Linked DNA regions of Mus musculus: region 1 is linked to region 2. A link is a contact called in public promoter capture Hi-C data. All regions are on one chromosome and are shown on one strand. The core of a region is the stretch at or near the end of the contact, and the rest is flanking DNA. Distances in the headings are between cores, read along the strand shown.

Evidence for each region. Promoter capture Hi-C pulls out the DNA fragments that hold promoters and counts their contacts.
Region 1: a promoter capture Hi-C map of hippocampal neurons shows a contact between it and region 2, with 5 times the contacts expected there. The contact joins the promoter of Slco6d1 here to the promoter of Ppip5k2 in region 2. A contact is called at or near these places in 2 of 39 promoter capture datasets (hippocampal neurons and maxillary cranial neural crest).

Annotation. Positions count from the first base shown.
Region 1 is chr1:98,419,025-98,425,399 of GRCm38.p6, reverse strand. It overlaps Slco6d1 (solute carrier organic anion transporter family, member 6d1), which reads right to left and starts at 4,276. Exons shown (of 14, transcript NM_027584.1): 1 at 3,903-4,276; 2 at 2,051-2,311. The coding sequence starts at 4,194.
Region 2 is chr1:97,764,771-97,772,099 of GRCm38.p6, reverse strand. Ppip5k2 (diphosphoinositol pentakisphosphate kinase 2) reads left to right here and starts at 2,008. Exons shown (of 28, transcript NM_173760.5): 1 at 2,008-2,245. Gin1 (gypsy retrotransposon integrase 1) reads right to left here and starts at 1,928. Exons shown (of 8, transcript NM_026250.3): 1 at 1,845-1,928.

The DNA.
Region 1 (6,375 bases), core at 3,027-5,526, 650 kb before region 2:
ATATAAATAAATAAAATATCCAATAAAAATAGAAAGTAAAGAAATTTTCAAACATGCTGATATTTTCCGTCCAGCATAGGACAACTTAGGAGTTTAGTAAAAAGGAAAACAAAACCACTAGAATTCCCAAACAAAACAAAGCACCAAGTAACAAACAAATAAAACAAACAAAACAAAACAAAACAAAAAATACTACTGTTTTTTTTTTCCAAAGGTTACAATTGATTGTGGACAATGATGACTTTCACATGAATAGATCCATTTGTGAAGAAACTAGCACTTGCAATTGGCAGCAGCAGATTCATCACAGGACTCAGGAGTCTCCTGGCATAGGGAAAGGGGCACGTGCATGATTCACTCCCAAGGTTTCCAAGCAGGAGATAAAGAGATCAATGAGATAAAACAGCTGAGGGCACTCACTAGAGAATGTTGGAAAGATTTTGATATGTCATGTTGGCATACAGAAAACAATCTGCAAATGAAGGAAAATAGAACTAGTAGAACCAGAAGAAGCAGGTTTTCATTATCCACTGGTCCTAATGATAGAAAAGAAGTTTGCCTTCATTCTGAGTAAGTACGAATGAACTACTGGTGGTTCATCAAGAACCTGAGCTAAGACAGATGTGTGCATGGTCACTTTATATAAAGTTCTAGAAAACAATGGTGATAATGAAGAATGGGTATATGAATTTGAGAAGAAAGTTCATTTTTCATTATGTATTCTCTGAACCTCTTTGGTATAGTCCACAGCTTTCTAATTTCTATTTGTTATCTATTCTAGTGTTTAATCATGAAAGCACAAAAAGGAAAGAGCAGAAAATAGAATTAGGAGATAGCAATAATGGAAGATGTGTAGATAAAGAAATGGAAAGAAATCTCTTCCATCTCCCTAGAGCCCTCCCTCCTTTACCCCCTCTGTGTGAGAGTGTGTGTGTGTGTGTGTGTGTGTGTGTGTGTGTGTGTGTGTAAGCCAATGATATCAGAGGCCAGAAGAATAGTACCCTTGTGGTGTAGTTATTTGTGTTTTCTGGCTAAATAATGTCTATGCTTGAAACCAAACTCAGGTCCTGTGTGTAGTACGTTTTTTAAATTACTGAGTAGAATTTTTAATATTGATCATGACAAGTTCCTGAGGATGGCACTATTTCTGACCAGAATACTGTTAAGAGAACAAAGTAAGGAAATGCTTTCATTATCTTCTTTTCATTAGTCATTTTCTCATTGAAGCAAATACCAGTTCTATAAGCTTAAATGGCATTTTAAAACCATGTACAATATACACTTCTTACATTTGTATGCATTTTGATATAAAAATAGTATGTAACTATTCTTATATCAAAATAGTTGTGGTTTATATTAACTACTTTTAAATTTAATATTGCATAAACTTAATAAACATTATAAACTTCAAAAACATTAATGCACGTGGATATGTGTCCTTATTGAATATTCCTTGATAAAAACTGGCTTAACCTGCCAATAAAACCCTATATAAAATAAGGAGCAATCTGAGACAATAGTGTTAGAAGTATACTCCAAGGACATTTCAAGTAGATCTTATTTACTAGGAATAACAAAAATTATTAAATCAACACTGAACAATGTCACAACACCACTATCTTTGTAGATTCAATTGGTAGTCAAAGAGTAGCATACAGCTTTGAAAAAAGGATTAGCTTTCTAGTCACCCCTACATTCTATGTATGCTTATTCCTGTATTTGAACTTCTATGGGTCTGTGCTATGAATAAAACAAACAGAATAATTAAAGTATCTAGTACCAAATAAAAATGACTTTCCAGAGTTCTCTAGAGATTTGTAAAATCCTTAAAATTTTATAAAAGAAGTAATTTTATAAATCATCCAACAATGTTTCTTTCTATGCAAGAGAAAAATCAGAGCACTACAGTTATTATTAAGCATGGTTACATAAGCACATATAGAAGAACGGAGACACAATTACACATCATAAACAATTTTCAATTTCTTGAACCAAAAAGAATTAAATAAATATTCATAATATATGAAGCTATATTTTAAAAAAATCTCACCTTCTTTTACTACGCTCAGTTTTATAATTTCAAAATTAAGGAAAGGAACAGCAAAAACAATTGCAGCAATTCCTGTTAGAAAGCAGCCAGCTGCCACCCAATTTGCTCTATTTCCTCTACCTCCAAAGTGTGCTACAAACATTGAGAACAGAAAAGCAACAAAATTATCACTAGTATCCATTAAGTATTCCTCTATCCGTGATGGAGATAGTTGAGCCACGTAAAGTTTTATAGACTGATCAACAAGAGCAAATATCATACCTAGAAAGAAAAAAGAAAGAAAAGTATAATACAGTTTAATAGATGAAACAGACCACCATTATAATCATTCAAAGAAAATTATATTTATGCTATTTAGGATTATTTTAGAATACTATCAATGAATAAAATCTATAAATAAAAATAAATTTATTAACTTTCATGAAATATTTTACCAGAATATGAGAAGCTATTTTAAGTACCACTATTAGTAGTCTCTTTGAGATAAATTATGTCTGAATCATCTCATCACTATATTATATGTATCATGTTAAATTTTGAAGAATTAGTAAATAATATAATGGATATTTACCAATTTTCTAACTGAAATTATAAAGATATTTGAAACCCAGGTTGGATTTCAAAGTATAACCATGTACCAGATCTAAGATTCTGTCTTTGAAGATTAACATTTCTGAACACTTCCAGTCTTAAAGTAAAAAATAAAACTAATGTATACATTCGTATAAATCATTATAAAGAGTAGGAAATATATAAATTCAGTGTTATCTGTGAACATTCACCATCCAGTGTGTAAAGAAAATAATCATACTAACGGGAAAAATGATGTGATACAAGGAATAGCTACCAACAGATTTCATTTCTTGGAATAGAAACAGAAAATAGTGACAAATTAACATTCATGCTGTGTTTGCAAAGTGGCAGGATCACATGTCATTGCTGAAGCAAGCATAGCTGCTGTCTCCAATTACCTCAAACACTCGTTGGATTACAGGGATCAAGGAATCCTTACTGCTGTTCCTAAAGCTCTGAGAACCAACTGATCCCTGCTGGTCTACTGCCCTAGGGCCAGACATAGGAGCACAGTGATGCTGACTTATCCATGATTGATGCTGATAGAGCACCTATTCCCTACTTTACCTCCAAGAACCCCAATCACTCAGTGTTGCTCCTGCTGCCAAAATCATCACCCAAATCAGATAACCAGAGAAGATTCTGCCTACACTTTTGGTACCGACTTTTGGTAGCCTCTCACTGGCAATTGCTAAGTGTGAATGCCAACAGAAAGCTAGAAGGAGAATGTAGTGTCCAAGTCATTACAAAAAATTTAATTGTTAACTAAAACAATAGAAGAGAAAGAGAAGGAAGAGACAAGAGGCAGGAGAAGACAACATGAGGATAAAAGCAGTCATGTATTTCTTCCTGCGATCTGAACCACTTGAAGTCTCACCACCCCTCAATTCAAAGGTAAGGAAATAAAATCCAGGCAGAAACCTGGTTTGTCAAGAGTGTTTCAAACATGTGAGCAAAAATCATGATGGTGATGCTGTATTCAGTTTTATCTTCCTCTCCCGAGCATTCAACGCAAACGTAAGTTGATCATTAAATAACATGCACTAACTCAACACCAACTTCCCATCTGTTATGAAGCTGTAACCCACAGTATGGAAAGCACCCTGTCAAGCAGGAAGTCAAAGACTGAAGGCAAGGGCAATGCATTGGGTTAACTGATTTTCCTTCAGGTTTAGAAAAAGAGTCAGAAGTCATCCACACGCTCCTTCCCACAGTGTGACAGCCTCATGTCTACTGCAATACATCCTCTCGCCTGAGCAACCCTGCTCCTCCAACTTACTATGAGCCACGACCGCTAAAAACGACAGAGTCAGGAAGGACTTAACATTGTTGAAACGCTGTAAACAAGGGAAAACGAGAGAGCCCAAACCATATGGCTCCTCCGAGGGATCTTTGTATTTTCGATCTGACTTTTTCATATCTGGTGTATCTGCAAACTTCTTCACTGCAGTTGGAAGTGTTACCAGGAACATTTCTAATTTCCTGGGTTCCTTAGTTTTCTGGTGTTCATCCATGTCTACCACCTGAGCCTGCTTCACTGCATCTTTTTGTTTTATCTTGTCCTGGGCCATGGCTTATCAAAAGCAGCTCCGAGGATACTGTAGGAGTGTTTTGAGGCACCCGTGCAATCCCTGAGCCGAGGTGAGTAATGTCACTGCCACTAGAACTCTACAGGGAACGTTATTTCCAGTGCAGGGAACCAACGTCCCTACAGACCTGTTGAGTGACGCTGCGGAAGTTCCAAGACTGAATTCTATCTTCTTTGTTTCACAGAGAAAGTAAGAAGAGGAAAGGAAGGAGGGAGGAGGGAAAGAGAAGAGAGGGGCCCCTGTGAATATTATCAAACAACCTTGAACAAAATGTCGAATAATTGATATTTGTAAAAGAAATGAATGGAGAAATAAACGTGTAAACAAAGGACTGAGAACCAACCATCAGTATCGCCAGTTTTCCTTCAGTGTGGTGTCTCTACAGCTGGATAATCTCATTTGAAAAAAATTCATTTAGATTCTTTAGTAACAAGTAAGTAAGAAAGCAAGTAAATAGCAGGAAACATGAGACAATTTAAGCCAATCCACTGTGATGGAAGATCTAGAAGAACAAGGAAGAATCAGAATAAAAGACATCAAGCAATGGAAATGAATGAACAGATTTGCACTGAGAAAGAGTTCTGCTGAAAATTCATCCCAAGCCAAAAACAGGAAGGCAGGTGTATATTCTACTATACACGAAGGAAGGCAGGTGTATATTTTGCTATAAATGAAGACAGAGGCTACAGAGGAGCACTAACATTAGTGGGAGAAATGTCATTTGAGAGAAGGAGCATGGTATATGGTATGTAACTTGTTTTATATAAAATTGCAATTTCAGATCAGCATCTCTCTTACAATGAAGCTGACTCATGTGTATGCACAAAGTATCTTTTTATTCCAGATGAACCAATCTTCTGTCTTAAGATTTCGACATGTTGCCAAAACTCATGAAGCTTAGAACAATTTTACCACTTGATTTTCAATATGGTACACCAGACAAATAACTGACTAAAAGTGGAAAAATTAGTATACATCCAAAGAATAAAATATTATTCTTCCTTACATTAAAAGACTTGATTTTTTCATCATAATCACTACATGAATAACTGCAAATGCCTAGTTTACTATTTCCTCACACCTGGCATAAATATAATTTCATATTGATTCATTATAATAAAAAGCATAAATGTAGCAGGGTTCCTAAGGATAAAAAATATGATAAGGCTAGAATTCTTCTTCTTCTCCCTGATACTAGACTCCTCGTAACCCAAAGGTAGAAGGAGCAAGATAATTGTGAAACAAGAAAAGCACTGGAAATTTTGTTTCTAGTAACAATATAGAAATCCAAGAGAACACTATTCTAACAGCCAATCAAGATATTCTGAATCAATCAATATTTGGTGTGGTTCAGCAGAGAGCTGAATTTGTAATCAACTGGTAAATTCACTCCAAAGGGTAAGAAGCTATTAGTAAACAATACAGAGCATTCATGTATCTGTTTAAAACGACATAAATATGGAAAGAACCGTGGTAAAATGGAACATGGGAAGCAGTTGAAGTTTTACTGACTTCTTTAGATTTACCCAAAGGTTTGTGTTTGTTTTACCCTATTGTGAAAGGTGTTTTGATGATTTTTTTTTCTCATTCTGTTTGTCATTTGTACATACAAAAGCTACAGGGATTTTGTGTGTCTGTGTAGTGATTTTGTATCCTACTATGATGCTGAAAGTGTTTATATTGATGCAGAAGGTTCCAGTTAGGGTTTTTTCTTTTTGTTTTTCGTTTGTTTGTTTGTTTTTTGTTCTTGGATAAAATCGTATCATCTGCAAGGAAAGATAATTAGACTTTTCTTTCTTATTTAAATCCTGATGATCCTCCTTCATTTGTCTTATTGTACTACCAAAGAGTTTAAGTACTATGATGAGAGCTGTAGCTCTGAGGCGGCGCCATTTTCGGCTACAGACAACCGGCCACCTCCCTGGTGAGAGCACAGGGGTCCACCCGGCCCGAGAGGCTTCTGCCTCACGTTCCGCGGGGGCCACCTTGATTCTGGGACTCTGGCAGTCTGCAGGCTAAAGCAACACAGCTTCTGGGAAAGATCCTGTTTTGGGCCTTCATCTTCGGCCAGGAGGAGGTCCAAACACCAGATAACTCTGCACCTCCCTGAAAGAGGAGAGCTTGCCTGCAGAGACTGCTCTGACCACTGAAACTCAGGGAAGA
Region 2 (7,329 bases), core at 759-3,258:
AATGTTTATTAATGTCATTTCCCTCTAAGGCTGAGTACCAGTCCATAGCACATGTATTCTACAGACATTCTGTGATGGACATCTGGAGTGATCTCATTTCCTTGCTAATGTGAATACAAGAGCAGTAAGCAAAGGTATGTAAATGTCTCTGTGAAAATATTCACATACCCTGGGATATGCCCAGAAGCCGGAGAGTTGGGTCACGTGGAAGTTCTAGTTTTAGTTTGTGAGAGGCCCCGAGCTTACTCCCATGTAGTGCCGCACCCGTTCATACCCCACCAGAACTGAATAAGAGCTCCCTTCCTCCCACCTCTGCATGCTTTTGTCATTTTGTTATTTGACCTCTTAAGGATGGTGACCTTAATGGCCTAAGATGAAATTTCAAATTTGTCTTAATCTGCATTTACCTAGTGGATAAAGATGTTTAACAGTTTTAAAACATAGTTTCGATGACATGTATTTCTCTTTTGAGAATTTTTCACTCAGTCCTTTACCCACTTATAAAACTGGATTCTGTATTTTTTCCTTAGTATTTTGATTTCTCTGCACATTCCAGGCAGCAGTCTTCTACTAGTGGGAATGGTTTTTCCCTACTATGCAGGGTATCTTTTCACTCAAATGTTTCCTTTGCTGTACAGAAGCCTCTCAATTGTGAGAGCTGCCCACATTAGCTACCGTGTCACTGTTACTATAAAATGAGCAGGAAAGGCACCAAGGAGAATGGTTTATTCTGAGTCACAGTTGGACAGCCCTGTGTCCCATGATAGGGAGGCCGGTCAGCTCGGGTGAGGCAGCTGGGCATATGCATTCCGTTAAAAGCTGAGCACCAAAGTGTTGCAATTTCATCAGGATATTTGATTAGGTCTTTACAGCATGTTCCTCGTACAACGTTAAGAACAACAAATATTTTTACCAATACTTATTGCTTAACATCTATAATTTTGTCTTGCGTAACCAATGAAAACAATTAACTATTCTTTTTATTTTTAGCATGAAGCTACTATTAAAGCCAATGAAAGGTTACACAGTAAGTTTGTATTCTAACTTCAAAACACAAAAGTTGTAATGTTTTAATAAACACAGGATTGTGGGATTAGGGTTCCGACTTTTGAATTATTCTGCTTTAATCTCTGAAAACTGAACCCGTACAATTATATATTAACTGGGAGGAGGCAGGGATAAGCCTGAGGCGGCAATACTTCAGACCATACCCTGCCTCTTTTCCCTTTATTTCCATATGCATACAGATAAAGCCGCACAGGACAAATTCAGGTCCATTTTGAAAATTGAGATTTTTTTAAAAAGTGTATTTTCCCTTTAGAGCTTTAAGGTCCCCACCCCACCCCCCTTGAGCTCGTTCCTTTACACAGGTGTACGTTTTCACACTGAATGGTGACTACTATGCAGGACGAAACTCCTCCAGCTTCGGACAAGCGCCGCTGCACTCGAGTTTTGAAGGCAGTCCAGCATTCGCCGCCGCCGGCAAGGGAGAGCTCCGCAAGCTTTTTGACACCTCGTTAACGGACCCCTGAGGGCTAGGTCCCGCTAATCCTTGCCTAAGCAGGAAAAGGACCGTTGACAGCTCAATTATACCGAGTCGCCACCTCCCTGAGCCCAACAGTCCTCGCCTCTTTGCAGCCACCATCCGCGGCGCTGTGCAAGTTCAAGGCCCTCCCGCCCCAAACGGCGCCTGCGCGAAACCTCCGCTAGTCAAACCCGTCCTTAGAGCAGTCGAAGGGGACCGTTTTAAAGTTACTGGAAGGCTACGTCTCCGTTTTTAAAAAAAATGAAGAAAAAAATAAAGAAAAATAGGTATGACAGAACACACTAGAACGACCACTCACCGAAGTGGTCCTAAGTGCAAACGGCAGGTTTTTAACTCTCCTCTCGCGATTTATCTGGTGCTACCGGAAGCGGAACTGCCGGGGGTCGGAGTTCTGGTGGCGCTTGTGGAACAGGAAGGCTCAGGCGGGTCGTTGGTCCGCCGGAAACTGTTCCGGCCGGTGCAGTTTCCGTGGGAGCCCTGTGGAGGGCGGGCAGGGAAGAGGCGTGTCGGAGGCTCCTGAGGTGTGCCAGTGCCAGCGGTTCCGCGGTGGCCGGCGAGGGAAGCTTCAGGTCCACGCCTCCGAGAGCCGCCTCGGCACAAGCGTCCTTCCCTCGCCCCCGCAATTAAAGGGGGAGGAACCGAAACCTGGATGGGCTCAAGCATCTCCCGCAGATCGCTTGCTGCCCGCAGCCACGGCAGGTGAGGACCGGGAGAGGCGACATCTCCGGCAGCCCGAGGCTCGCCGCCGCCTCCAGGTGTTTGCTTTGTCTCTGCTCCACGGTGCGGATGCGGGACACGTGGTCTTGCAAGAGCCACGGACAGTCGCGGAGGGCAGCGTGCTTGTGGACGAGTGACAGAACATCCCCAGGGTCCCTTTCAGGCTTGATTTCTCCTCCGCTTCCCGAGTCGCTTCCTCTTTTCATTTCTAGAGTTTGAAAAGCCCGAAATTGCAGTCCCGCTAGTTAGGGAGCTACCCACGTTCGACTTGTATTTGGATCTCCGTTCACCGAGGGGTGCGCCGTTGTTTGGCTTCTTCTGTGGGGAGAGGTGTCTGTTTCATTCCCTATCCTTTGCTCTGCTTGTCTTTGCTTTCCACACCCACTTCCAAAGAACAAAAGCACTGTGTGTGTGTGCACAGCGGCGTTGCAAGGTAAGAGACGAGGTTGCAGGTCAATGCCGCACCCGCGCCTTATCGATTACACAGCGTTGCGTCCTCCCATGTAGATAGTGACCTTTGGATCTCATCCTGGAGGTTCTGGACAACTTCCTGAGAGTTACCATTCTTGAGGTTTGTGGTAATGGTCGTTTTGCTTTTTGCGTCCTGGAAGACACAGAAGTAGGAAGCATGGCTGACTTAAGCATTAGCCTATACCGGGGCAGGATTTTGTTTCACTATTACAGTTTTTTTTTTCTAACTGAAACCCGTGGTTTTTGAGCAATAATATAACGATAGCTGATATTAGTGTGTAACAGTACCACATGGTTTGCACATATATTGTCATTCATCCTTTCAAGAGGCTCGTGAAGGTTGTTAGGTTATTATATTTTTAAGCCGGAAAATGGAAAGTTAGTGAGGTAGTGGAACTTACCCTGGTTACATTTTGCCACAGGAAAACCTTTGAGTGTTTACTAGAAACTAGATCTGAATCCAGCATCTGTATTCTATTGTCCTGCCATTGCTCTTGTTATTCCAGTTTCTTCACTAACTATCAGAGGTTATGCATCCATAGTGTGCTTGTGTATATGTGTGTGACAAATGACAGTCGTGATCTTTCTGCAAATTCTGTATGTGCTGTAGAATTACATATTTCAGACTGTCGAATGTATTTTCTGCAGCATAGGCTATTTTTTGAAAAGGCAAGTGGAAAAACTGATGACTAGAAGGCTCATAATTGTACAATGCTTGCTATCTCAGTTTTTAGGTAATTATAAAGGTATTAAATTTAACAATTGATAGACTATTGAATCTAATACTAGGCATAAGAGTAGTTCATTTAGTTTTTCTGATAATTTGAAATGTTTGATAATTAGAAACAAAACCCTGAGCACTCACATCATTGTCAGGTGTGAAACAGATCATTGGGAAAGGTACGTATGGAGCACAAGGAGACAAAAAGGTTAAGAAATGTGTTTGGGGTTTGGTAGATGCATGAGAAGAGTCTGGGAAGCATTCTTTGAAGTCTTCCAGTTTATTTCAGGAATAGGAACTACCTCTAAAATGGCAATAAAATCCAAACCAAAAAGCTAACTCAGCAGAAAGGTAAATTCCAGGCAGAAATGCTGACTCAGCAGAAAGAGGTATACCTTTTGAAGAGGGAGAGGAATCAGTCATTTGCCAAAGTTGTATGGAACTTGGAACTGTCTTGGTTTATATAATCGAAAAACCTATTCTAGCTTGCCTTTCCTAGCAGGAAGAAACCAATATTTAACACTTTTTATGTAACTTCTTCCTAGTGCCTTGGAATTTAGCTATCATTTATAATAAAGTTTCCACTAGAAAATGCTTTGGGATCTCAGGAAAACCAGTTATGTGTTTGTATTCCGGTTGAACAGCAGTTGATGGAGCTCCAGTTTCCTTTTTAATTTTTTTATTTTTAGTGGAAATTTACTAATTCCGGGGCTGGACTTCTGGACTTTAGTGGAACCTATGGAAAGATAGCTTGGGGGACTTTTGTAAGGGAACTCTAGATACTATACAGGACTGATGGCTTATTCGGGGTGTTAATTTAAGGAAGAGGCAGCTCAAGCCAGAATGAGTAAACATATGAGAGAGAGGACTGTTTGTCCAGGGCAGTAGGTCGTCCGGTGTGGAGCAGCCAAGTAAAACTGGAGCCTTGAAAAAGGTCTCCACAAAGACCATCAGAAGAGGATCTGCACAGGCAGCCTTCGCTAGAAGGTTCATTCTAAACTGAGTTGCTTATGTTTGTTTTTTGCCAGTTAAAGTCAGAAAAATCTTATTTATAACCATAGTTAACCAGTTATAGAAACAGCTAATGTTTACAGAGTCCTTACTGCATGCTAGCTGTTCTGGCCGCCTGCGTTCTCATTTAATCTTCAAAACTGTATGTGATGTATAACCTCATTCTGTCTGCTGCCTAGAGCTGCTAAGGAATTTTGGGGTGGGGAGCAAGAGTTAAAGTTAAATTTTCAAGAGTGGAGCAGTTCTTACGGTGAGATTCCAAGCAATGTCAGCATCACCTTGGAATTTTAGGAAGGCAAAATATTGCACTCAACCCTAGACCTTACAGTTTAATAGCTCCAGTCCACCAAGTGGTTCTGAGAGATGTTAAGGTTTCCTAGTTGCTGTTTGCCATGTGAGGAAACTAGTAAACTAAAACACATTTCGATTTTTAACTAGTGTTAAGTCTCAAACCTAGCTGCCTGTCAGTTCATTAAAATATAAATTCTCTACTTAAGAATTTCTGATCAAAGCTTTTTGTGATAGGCCAGTAATATGTTTATTATTATGATGCAACCAGTTTATTTGAGGACCATTGCTACAAAAGCAATCTTAAAACTAAAGAAAGGTTCAATTCTGATATTTGAATAATCCATGAATACTTCAGACTAGGCATTTAATATCACTTTGGAGCTCGTGACTGAACATTGATCAAATTGTTGAGTATTGTGTGATGCTATGGCTATAGGCAGTGGAAGTTGTAGGATTTCAAGTGAAATAATCATTGAGAATGTTCTAGATCTCCTCAGATTCACCTTAAATTTCATTTTGTGAGAAACCATATACCACATGAGAGGGAAAATATACTCCATATTTTCTTAGAATTTATTGAACATTTACACTGTGATAAAGAACAATGAAGTTCTGTTTTACTGGTGGTGGTTGTTTTTATGTTTGTGTTGTCATTGTTGTTCCTTGTATTTGTGACCTTAGATTTAAACAGACCTGGCTTTGCACGTTTTTTTTATTAACTATTTGATAACTGATTGATTAACATAGTTTAGATTATTGGAAGACTTGAACCTCACCTGTTCAGTACTATTGAAATGATAGGCATTTATCTATGTACTTCAAGTATTTATAAATAATCCAAAGATGGTTGAGAGACCATTCATTTGCAAAGTAGTTATTGCTTCCTTTTTGTTTTTTTGTTTTTACATTAAGACATCTATCGAAAATGTATCAAAGGGAAAACTAAAGATAGTGTTGCTCATTATCTGAGTAGGACGTTAAAGCTATCTGAATGGCTCAGACAATTTGTTTGTGTGCCTAAACTGCATTCATTGTTGAGCGACATGTTAGGAAGCCCTGCATGTAAAAACTAAGTATTTAACATATAAAAACATAACTTCTCTTAAGCTTTATGGTTTGGAGAGTTATATAAAATCCATGCTGTTCTATAATAAGAGGACGGTAGATGACCAAGGTCAAATGAATGAAGAAATCTTGGAAGCTGGTAAATATTGTGGAGGAGTAGTTATTATTTGACATAAGCCAAGCATCGGTAGGATGGAGATTCTGCTTCTTCAGCTTTTATCCTTCTTCATTATAGGAGTGTACTGGCTGGGTTTGTGTGTCAACTTGACACAGCTGGAGTTATCACAGAGAAAGGAGCCTCCCTTGAGGAACTCCCTCCATGAGATCCAGCTGTAAGGCATTTTCTCAAGTAGTGATCAAGGATGGGAGGGCCCAGCCCATTGTGGGTGGTGTCATCCCTGGGCGATAGACTTGGGTTCTATAAGAAAGCAAGCTGAGCCGAGCGATGGTGGTGAAGGCCTTTAATCCCAGCACTTGGCACTTGAGAGGCAGAGGCAGGGGGATTTCTGAGTTTGAGGCCAGCCTGATCTACAGAGTGAGTTCCAGGACAGCCAGGGCTACACAGAGAAACCCTGTCTCAAAAAACCAAAAAAATTAAGTAAGAAAGAAAGAAAGAAAGAAAGAAAGCATGCAAGCAAGCTGAGCAAGCCAGTAAGAGGCCACCCCTCCATGGCCTCTTAAGGATTGCAATTAAGTGATTGGATGAATCTCAGAAGAGACTTTGAACTTTTGACTTTTACCATTATTGAGACTGCTGTAGACTATGGGGACTTCAGAAGTTGGACTAAATGTATTTTTTATTATGCTATGTTTACATATGGCCCCCATAGACTCATATGTTTGGACAAGCCTCTGGGGACCAGGGAGTAGAATGTGGTGGTTTGTATATGCTCGGCCCAGGGAGTGGCACTATTAGAAGGTGTAGCTTTGTTGGTGTGTCACTGTGGGTGTGGGCTTTAAGACCCTCATCCTAGCTGCTTGGAAGTCAGTATTCTGCTAGCAGCCTTCAGATGAAAATGTAGAATTCTCAACTCCCTGCACCATGCCTGCCTGGATGCTGCCATGCTCCTGCCTTGATGATAATGGACTGAACCTTTGAACCTGTAAACTAGCCCCTATTAAATGTGTCCTTATAAAAGTTGCCTTGATCATGGCATCTTTTCACTGCAGTAAAACCCCAACTAAGACAAGGAGATAGTCTGATTTTCTATACTATTAAAAGTCCACAGTCATGAAAATGGTGAATATGTGTTTTGCCTCCTGCTGCTTCTAGTGTTTTTCTTCCCTCTCCTTCAGTTTTCTTTTCTCTTTCATGGCTGCTTGTTGGAACTGCCTGAGAAACCTTAAATGCCCGAGTCCTACTCAAACAGTAATTGATATGGGGTATGTCCAGAATTTAAAGTACAGGTACCTTTAACATATGAATGTATATTTAGCCCTTACACAGGATATGACAGGTACAGTTTACATAGAAATTGAGGGCTCAAGACTTCAAATACAATTTTAA